Regions from separate parts of the Mus musculus genome. Here region 1 is linked to region 2. A link is a contact called in public Hi-C data. All regions are on one chromosome and are shown on one strand. Each heading gives the region's core, a stretch centred on a gene start, on an enhancer-like site or on the middle of the called end of the contact. The rest is flanking DNA. Distances are from core to core; before and after follow the strand shown. Region 1 has its middle 17 kb from the start of Bbs5. Region 2 overlaps Lrp2 (low density lipoprotein receptor-related protein 2).

What was found. A called contact is a pair of places that touch in the nucleus more often than the background predicts.
Region 1: a contact with region 2 is called in a Hi-C map of extraembryonic endoderm stem cells, with 1.6 times the contacts expected there. The contact joins two enhancer-like sites. A contact is called at or near these places in 27 of 484 Hi-C or Micro-C datasets (8-cell embryo, differentiating embryonic stem cells, embryonic stem cells and 3 more), 4 of 115 datasets of contacts at active chromatin or transcription factors (embryonic stem cells and stem cell-derived neural progenitor cells) and 1 of 9 other capture datasets (adipose tissue).

The regions. Positions count from the first base shown.
Region 1 is chr2:69,627,905-69,632,273 of GRCm38.p6, forward strand. No RefSeq gene overlaps it. Among named protein-coding and RNA genes, the nearest start is that of Bbs5, 17 kb to the right of the region's middle. Within about 2 kb of position 1,482, at least 17 of the 459 cell types and tissues checked have an H3K27ac peak or open chromatin away from gene starts, as enhancers often do. A contact at or near this core is called in extraembryonic endoderm stem cells, where this site is marked.
Region 2 is chr2:69,528,286-69,532,385 of GRCm38.p6, forward strand. All of the region lies in intron 9 of Lrp2 (low density lipoprotein receptor-related protein 2), which reads right to left. Among named protein-coding and RNA genes, the nearest start is that of Lrp2, 56 kb to the right of the region's middle. Within about 2 kb of position 2,041, at least 39 of the 459 cell types and tissues checked have an H3K27ac peak or open chromatin away from gene starts, as enhancers often do. A contact at or near this core is called in extraembryonic endoderm stem cells, where this site is marked.

The DNA of each region.
Region 1 (4,369 bases), core at 232-2,731, 99 kb after region 2:
ATCTGCCTGTCTCTGTCTCCCCACCACACCTGACCATGAGCAGGCTTCTCTGTCGGATTCTGTGTGTGGGAGTCGAACCGGTGGCCAGAGCTCACTGCTGGTCTTCTACACTGAGGGGGAGGACATTTTTCTCCTACTAACTTGATTCAAAAAGCATGGCTAGCAAGAGAGAAAGCTACAGGCAACCGGGAAAACCCCACTGGTGTAAACAAGAAAACCACCTTCCATTCTTTGGTCACTTACCTACAATGATTTGTTTTTGCTTGTTTGTTTATTAACTTGCTGAGTCAGAACCAGAAGAAGTCCAAATTGACTTGAAGCCCGCTATGCAGCCCCCGACTACACTGATGCTTCTGCCTCCATCTCTGGAGTGCTGGGATTACAGGCACCACCAACCATCACACCGAGTGTATGTAGTTTACTCAGTGCTAGGAATGGAGTCCAGGGCTTCATGCATGCTAGGCAAGCTCTCTACCAACTGAGCATGCACATCATACACACGTGCGCGCACACACACAGGCACATGTGCACACGCACACACCACCCGAGATGCCCTTGTTTGTTTGTTTGTTTGTCTGTTTGATTTGATTTGATTTGATTTGATTTTGACACAAGGTCTGTCTACATAGCCCTGGCTGTCCTGGAACTCACTGTGTAGACTAGGCAGGTCTCAAACTTACCTGCCTCTACCTCACATGGGGATTAAAGGCATGTGGGGGGGGGGTGGTTGAGGTGGAGATAAAATATGGAGTGTAAAAAAGAAAAAGTCATGTGCCACTATGCCTGGCCCTTCAAGATGTCCCTTTTTTGTTTGTTTGTTTGTTTGTTTTTTGGGGTTTTGTTTTGTTTTGTTTTTCAAGACAGGGTTTCTCTGTATAGCCCTAGCTGTCCTGGAGCTCACTTTGTAGACCAAGCTGGCCTCAAACTCAGAAATCTGCCTGCCTCTGCCTCTCGAGTGCTGGGATTAAAGGCGTGCGCCACCAGGCCCGGCAAGATGTCCCTTTTTAATAACGAATTTCTACATTACATTACATTCCCTCTGAGAACTCATAATGAGTCTGAGATGACAATCAAGATTTTAAAAAGAAAAAGAAAAAGAGAAAGAAAGAAAAAGAACAAAGAAAAGTTTTCTGAGCCCCCGTGTCTGTCACTGGGAAAGTACAGGATCAAGAGCCACTCGTTCCGGCCTCTGCGTCAATGTGGCCCTCAGCAGCCCATTCTGGGGCAACACAGGACCATGGGTTTCCATTGTTGGAGTAAACATGGCCTAGCCAGGAGACTGTAAGTTTGATCCATTGGAAGCCCTCCGTGGACAGCCAGGGATCGGCATACAGGGAGAGGGGTGCGCAGTAAACACGCCTGCATTAGCACCGCTCAATTCATCTAAAAAGCGCTGATGCAGAACGGACATCGGGACTGTACAAAGAAAGCTACACTGCTCTGTGTTTCAGAGATGGATTTATGGCTAATTAACCGTCCAGGACTAGTCTAACTCCTGTACCTAGGAGAACACGAGCTGGGACAAAGAGTGATTGATTTTAGTGGGAGAGTCCTGCGTTGTGAAACGAGAGAGGCGAGCGAGGCTGGCGCAGGCAGTCACTTGGAAGTTCAACGCTGGCACAGCTTTGCCTTGGAATCGGGATTTTGCAAGAGACTGGCTCTGGTTACAGCTGCTATTGTTCCGATTGCTATTCTTGTGTTGTTTTAAACTATCTTGGAGTAAGGTGATAGTTAAATCTGTCGTGGGAGGGTAGCTGAACCCCAAGACTTACTGGAAGCTTTTGAAGTTGCTATCACTGGAATCCAAAGATATCAATCGGCTCTCATTGTGTAGACAGAGATCATCATCGTGCTGTTATTAGGAGAGAGGGGCGGAGCTCTGCCCTTAACAGTGATTACCTGTTCTGAACACGAACCTTAGCACGATTTTAAGGCTAAAAAGAGCCCACAATAGGATATTTGGGGAATATAATTCCACTTCGATTTTCTGTCCTAAAATCAATCACCTCTACCAATCGCTGCAGCTGTGTCTACTTCCATCCACTGGAAGCCCAGAAACTCCTGAAGTCAAAGCACTTGGGAAGCTGAGGGAGAGGATTGGGTTCAAGCTTCAGGTCTCGGCTGTACGGTGAGATCCAGACCAGCCAGGGTTCCCTAGCAAGATCCTATCTCCAAAACAGAACAGAACAGCGGCTTAGAGGTTAAGAGCACTGGCTGTTCTTCCAGAGAACATGGGTACAATTCTTACCACCTACACAGTAGCTCACACCGGTCTGGAACTCCAATTCCAGGAGAGCTGACTCCTTCTGGTCTCTGTCTGCACTGCATGCGTGTGGGACACACATTTACATGCAGGTAAAACACACACACACACACACACACACACACACACACACACACACACACAATTAAGATAAAATAAGTCTTTAACCAAAAACAGAGGGGTGGGAAGAAGAGGAGAAAGGGGGAAAGAAAGAAACATGAGTGAGCGAGACTATGCTGCTTATATGGCTGGGTATGGTGGCACATGTGTAATCCATCCCTAGGGAGGACGGCTCAGGAGGATCAGAAGTTCAAGGCCAGTATGAGCTGGGTACTGTGTATGTGGATATACACAGACACACGTACATGGACATACACACACATATATATGGATTCACCACCCTCCTCTACTCTCTTCTCTTTCATTTAGTTTTACTTCATCCTTCTCTCTCTCTCTCTACCTTGTCTTAAGGTCCATCGTCATAACTGAAATTATCACAGTCTCTCTCCAGAGCAGGGGTTCTCAACCTATGGGTCGAGACCCCTTGGAGGGAGGTCACATGTCAGGTATCTTTATATATCATATGTTTACATTATTATTCATAACAGAAGCACAATTACAGTTGTGAAGTAGCAGTGCAGATAATTTTACGGTTGAGGGCCACCACAGCCTGAGGGATTGTATCAAAGGGCCATGGTATTAGGGAAGTTGAGAACCATGGCACTAGTGGCTCTACTGAGAGGGGGGAAGGGGAGTGCAGTTCAGGGAGAAGGAAGGCTCAGGTCTAAAAATGGAGAGTACATGGACAACAGAAGAGAGAGAAGCTGGAAACTGGTGGAACCGGTCGGATGAAGTTTAAGTTGGTAGTGAGTAAAGATTAAAAAGTAAACAAATAGCTTGAGTTTCTGAAAGTGGAAAAACGGGATTCTAGATTCTGTCACCTAGTGAACATTAAGCTCCGAAAATAGGTGTAGTGCCAGGCCAGACATGGTGGCACATGCCTAGGGTCTCAGCACTTAGGATGCAGAAGCAGGATTTTCAAAAGTTGGAGCCCTGCCTGGCCTACATAGAGTTCCAGGCCACCCAGGGTAACGTTATGAGGCCTTATGGTGGTTTAAACAAGAGTGGCCTCCGTCAACTCAAACGTTTGGAAATTTGGTCCTCAGTTGGTGGAATTGTTTGGGAAGGATTAGGGGGTGTGGCCTTGCTGGAGGAAGTGTGTCCTGTGGTGGCAGGATTTGAGGCTTGTACCATCCCTCCTGTCCTCTCTGCCTTTTTGCAGATCCAGATGTGAGCTCTCAGCTATCCCTGCCACCACACTTTTGCTCCACCATCATGGGCTCTAACCCTCTGAAACTGTAAGTGCGATCAAATGCTTTCTTTTTTATTTAAAGATTTATTTATTTTTATTCTGTGTATAAGGATGGTTTGCCTGCATGTATGCCCAGGCATTATTTGCATGTAGTAACCCTGGAGGCCAGAAGGGGGCTTCAGATTCCCCTGGAACTAGAGTTACAGGCAGCTGTGAGCTGCTCTGTGGGGAGTTGGGGATTGAACCTGGATCCCTACAAAAGAGAGGTCAGTGCTCTTAACCACTGAGCCATCTCAGCAGCCTCAACAGTTGGTTAGTATTAAAACTTAGGAGAGAACTGGTGTTAACTTAGAACACGCTTGACCAGTTCTCTGCCAGGCTGTCTCCACCAACACATTGGAAGTCATTGGTGTGCAAGGGTAGAAAACCATGTGCCAAACTCTATCATGATAGCCTGGTACGCAAAATGAAGACATGTGAAATAGAACATCACCGTCAACATCACAAATACGGGTCATACCCAGTTTGTTTAGGGGAACAGGCCAATGATTGAAGAGTCACACCCAAGCACATTGTGATGTTGTGTTCTGAGGTAGGGCCATGTTATATAGCCCGGGCTGGCCTCGAACTCACAGCAATCTTCTTTCCCCAATTTCCCAAGGGGCCACATTGTTATCCTGATCTGTAGCAGGATGCTTGGCCTTATTCAAGTCCATATCTCCAGGGCATATACTAGACATTTAATAAAACTTAACAAATGAATAAACTTACAGGTCTTTTACATAAACCATCTT
Region 2 (4,100 bases), core at 791-3,290:
CATGCATTTAAAAGGCTGAACGTCCCTTACATAAAAGAGATACACATCTCACACACAAAGGACAAGGAATTCTAATGTAAATGACACATACAACATTACAAGAGACTTTCTTCACAATTATAAAGTTTGAAGGATGCTCAAATGGTCCAGTCCTTGGTCAACTACTACCACATTTAAATACTCTTCATATCCCTGACCTCTCCCTATCTAACTGTGAACAGCCAGCTAAGCCTCTGGCATTAGGAAAGTGTATTGATTATAATCCCTATCTATTTGTTTGTTTCAGGGAAATGCAAATCAAAGCAGCCCTGAGATTCCATCTCACACCAGTCAGAATGACTAAGATCAAAAATTCAGGTGACAGCAGATGCTGGCGAGGATGGAGAAAAAGGAACAGTCCTCCATTGCTGGTGGGACTGCAAGCTTGTACAACCACTCTGGAAATCAGTCTGGTGGTTCCTCAGAAAATTGGACATAGTACTACCGGAGGATCCTGCAATACCTCTCCTGGGCATATATCCAGAAGATGTTCCAAGTGCTAAGAAAGACACATGCTCCACTATGTTGATAGCAGCCTTATTTATAATAGCCAGAAGCTGAAAAGAACCCAGATGCCCCTCAACAGAGGGATACAGAAAATGTGGTATATTTGCACAATGGAGTACTACTCAGCTATTAAAAAGAATGAATTTATGAAATTCCTAGGCAAATAGATTGACCTGGAGGGCATAATCCTGAATGAGGTAACCCAATCACAAAAGAACTCACATGATATGTACTCACTGATAAGTGGATATTAGCCCAGAAACTTAGCATACCCAAGATACAAGATACAAAGCACATGAGACTCAAGAAGAATGAAGACCAAAGTGTGGACACTTTGCCCCTTAGAATTGGGAACAAAACACCCATGGAAGGAGTTACAGAGACAAAGTTTGGAGCTGAGACAAAAGGATGGAACATCTAGAGACCACCATATCCTGGAATCCATCCCATAATCAGCCTCCAAACACAGACACCATTGCATACACTAGCAAGATTGCTGAAAGGACCCTGATATAGCTGTCTCTTGTGAGACTATGCCAGGGCCTAGCAAACACAGAAGTGGATGCTCACAGTCAGCTATTGGATGGATCACAGGGCCTCCAATGGAGGAGCTAGAGAAAGTATCCAAGGAGCTAAATGGATCTGCAACCCTATAGGTGGAACAACAATATGAACTAACCAGTACCCCCCGGAGCTCGTGTCTCTAGCTGCATATGTATCAGAAGATGGCCTAGCCGGCCATCAATGGAAAGAGAGGCCCATTGGTCGTGCAAACTTTATATGCCTCAGTATAAGGGAACGCCAGGGCCAAGAAGTGGGAGAGGGTGGGTAGGGGAGTGAGGGGGAGGGTATGGGGGACTTTTGGGATAGCATTGGAAATGTAAATGAGGAAAATACCTAATAAAAAAATTAAAAATAAATAAATAAAGTCTCTATGTAGACCTGGCTATCCTAGCCTTGAAATTCCTCTGCTGGCATTAAAGAGTGTCACTATGAGCAGATACCACCTAATTTTTATTAAGTGTGTGTGTGTGTGTGTGTGTGTGTGTGTGTGTGTGTGTTTACATGCATTCCAGGGTATGTGTGTGAAAGTTAGGGGACAACTTCTGAGTTGGTGCTTTCATTATACCATGTAAGTCCTTATTTACCTATTTACCTATGTGCTATTTAGATCCCTAACTGTGAAAAATGAAGACTAATTAAACATCTATCATCAGTCGAATAAAATACGGAAACAAAAGTAGAGCAGTTACTTTCACGAAACTAGGAACGCCGTGGAAACGGCTCGAAATGAATCCTAGCCCATGCATGGTCCCTCCACATCGATCTATGTCTATCCCTCCCTTTCTTATTCTCTGCCCAACTCCAGTACCAACAAATACTGCTTTGACAAAATTCAAGCCCTACTTTTGGGCTAAGATCACCTAAGATACCTCTGCCTGGCTGTGTGAAACCCTGCGTGCTGAATGGCCTCCCTGCCCTGACCTCAGCAGCACAATGTCACTCTGTCAACAAACAGCCAGCCTGTCTTGTCAGTCAGAAACAATGAGCCCAGGAAACTGTTCCTGCATGCCACAGAAACTCCACTGCCAGGTCAGAACTACCAAGGGCCAATGAATGGTGGAAAGACACCAGATCCCATGTAGAGATTACTCGGCTCTATTCTTGATTTACCACCGAATCGTACAGTGGAGAGACCCGTGGAAGAAGGCACCCCACACCTCAAGTCTACCGAGTCAGCCATGCAGAGGGTGAAGACCCTGCAGAGGATTTACTGAGTTGAAATGCTTCAGAGAAGAAACCAAAACAATTCTCCTGAACTCCCAGCTCAGCTTAAAGGAGCGCAGATCTGGCTTCATAACGTCCTGTATTTGATTTAAATAGAGTTTCTCTTCACACCGATAAAAAGTCATCTTTGACACAAACAGCCTCAAAAATAAACCATGCATTCGAGAATTTTTGACAGGGAAGGTCACAGAAGAGGCCTCTGCAGGTGGCAGGGGGCCTTCCAGTCACAAAGGCCCTCAAATGTAGACGTTTGAGCTTATCTCTAAGTGGGGCTGTCTGTATGAATGTCCCAGAAAGAGCCTGGGGGTGGGGTGGGGGTGGGGCGACTGAAGGGTATTCGCTGAAATTTAAAACTCTCATCTGCCACTGGTCAGCCATTGCGGTTCCCATTGTGCATCTAACTAAAAGTGTTGGGTAAGCCCTAAAAACAAACACCTGGCAGCTTGATAAGTCTGGTTTTCCCGCATCACATTATTATCAGGCTACGTGTAAAACTACAGACCTCAAAACACCTTGCCAGTTAGAAACAGAAGCGATGCGAGTCTCTTGCGTTTAAGGAGCTCCTGTAGAGACAAGCCTCACAGAGCTCAGGGTTGTATAATGGGAGGACAGGAAATGTGCTACGTTGAAGGGGAGAAGAGGCAGAGGAACAGGTTATGGGCAGCACAGGACAGGGCACACTGTAAAAGCAAGTCACTCTTGCTGAAAAGACATCAAGGCTTATCAAGTTTCCACTGCAAGACAGCTGGCACTCCAACCCCCAACCCCTACCCCCTACAGTCCCCACCCCCCTTACCATCCCACAACCCTCACCCCAGCAACCCCTAAACCATGCAATCCCCATCCCCCACCTTCCACAATCCCTACCCCCCACAACCCCATCCCCACGACCCCCACCCCCTACAATCCCTACCCCCCACAATCCTCATCCCCACCCCCCAACTCCCACCCACCACACACACAATACCAATCCCCACAACCCCTAAAATCCCTACCCCCCACAATCCCCACCCCCACCCACAATCTCCATCCCCTACAATCCCCACCCCCCACAGTCCTCACCCCATGGCAAGCTTTAGGGATTGTGAAAGAAAAAAAGGAGAGCTGATGTAATACTGAGAGAGTGGTTTCTGGTATTTCTCTTGGAATTCCTTTGCTACTGAGAGAAAAGGGAACTGCCTAGAAGGGAAAGCCTGGAGATGGGACTGGCAGTGCACTGGCAGCCTGGGAGCAGAGACGCCTGACCCTTGCCAAAGACAAAGGGGCAGTCTCACCCCACAAATGAGCACCGCCCCCAAGAAAACGGAATGCCACTCACAGAGGGATGCCAGGAGACATGGATGGGCAGGGCTTCCAGAGTTACAGGAGCAGCCCACCAGCCAGACCAATGAGGATGCTCCTGTGTGGGCTGTTCAATCCTTGACTGCACCCCAGTGCAATGAGAATGAACGGGAAAACATCACTGTCTCAAAGAATAGTTCACCTACAAAATGTCTTCACAGTATTAGAAACCTGGATGGTTGATTATAATACTTTAGACTTTTCTCGGTCTCTCGGCATGAGCCACAGAGTTTTCTGTAGACCAGGGTAGCCTCAAACTCACTATGCAGCCAAGTCCAGATCTCCTTGCCTCCCTTTCCCAAATACTAGGATTGCAGGTGTGAGACACCGGAAGACTTAAGTAATATAGTCACTTAAGAGAGACAGTTAGGCCATAGGCATACCTTAGGATATAGACCTGATATTGAACTTGGTAAGCAGAGGCA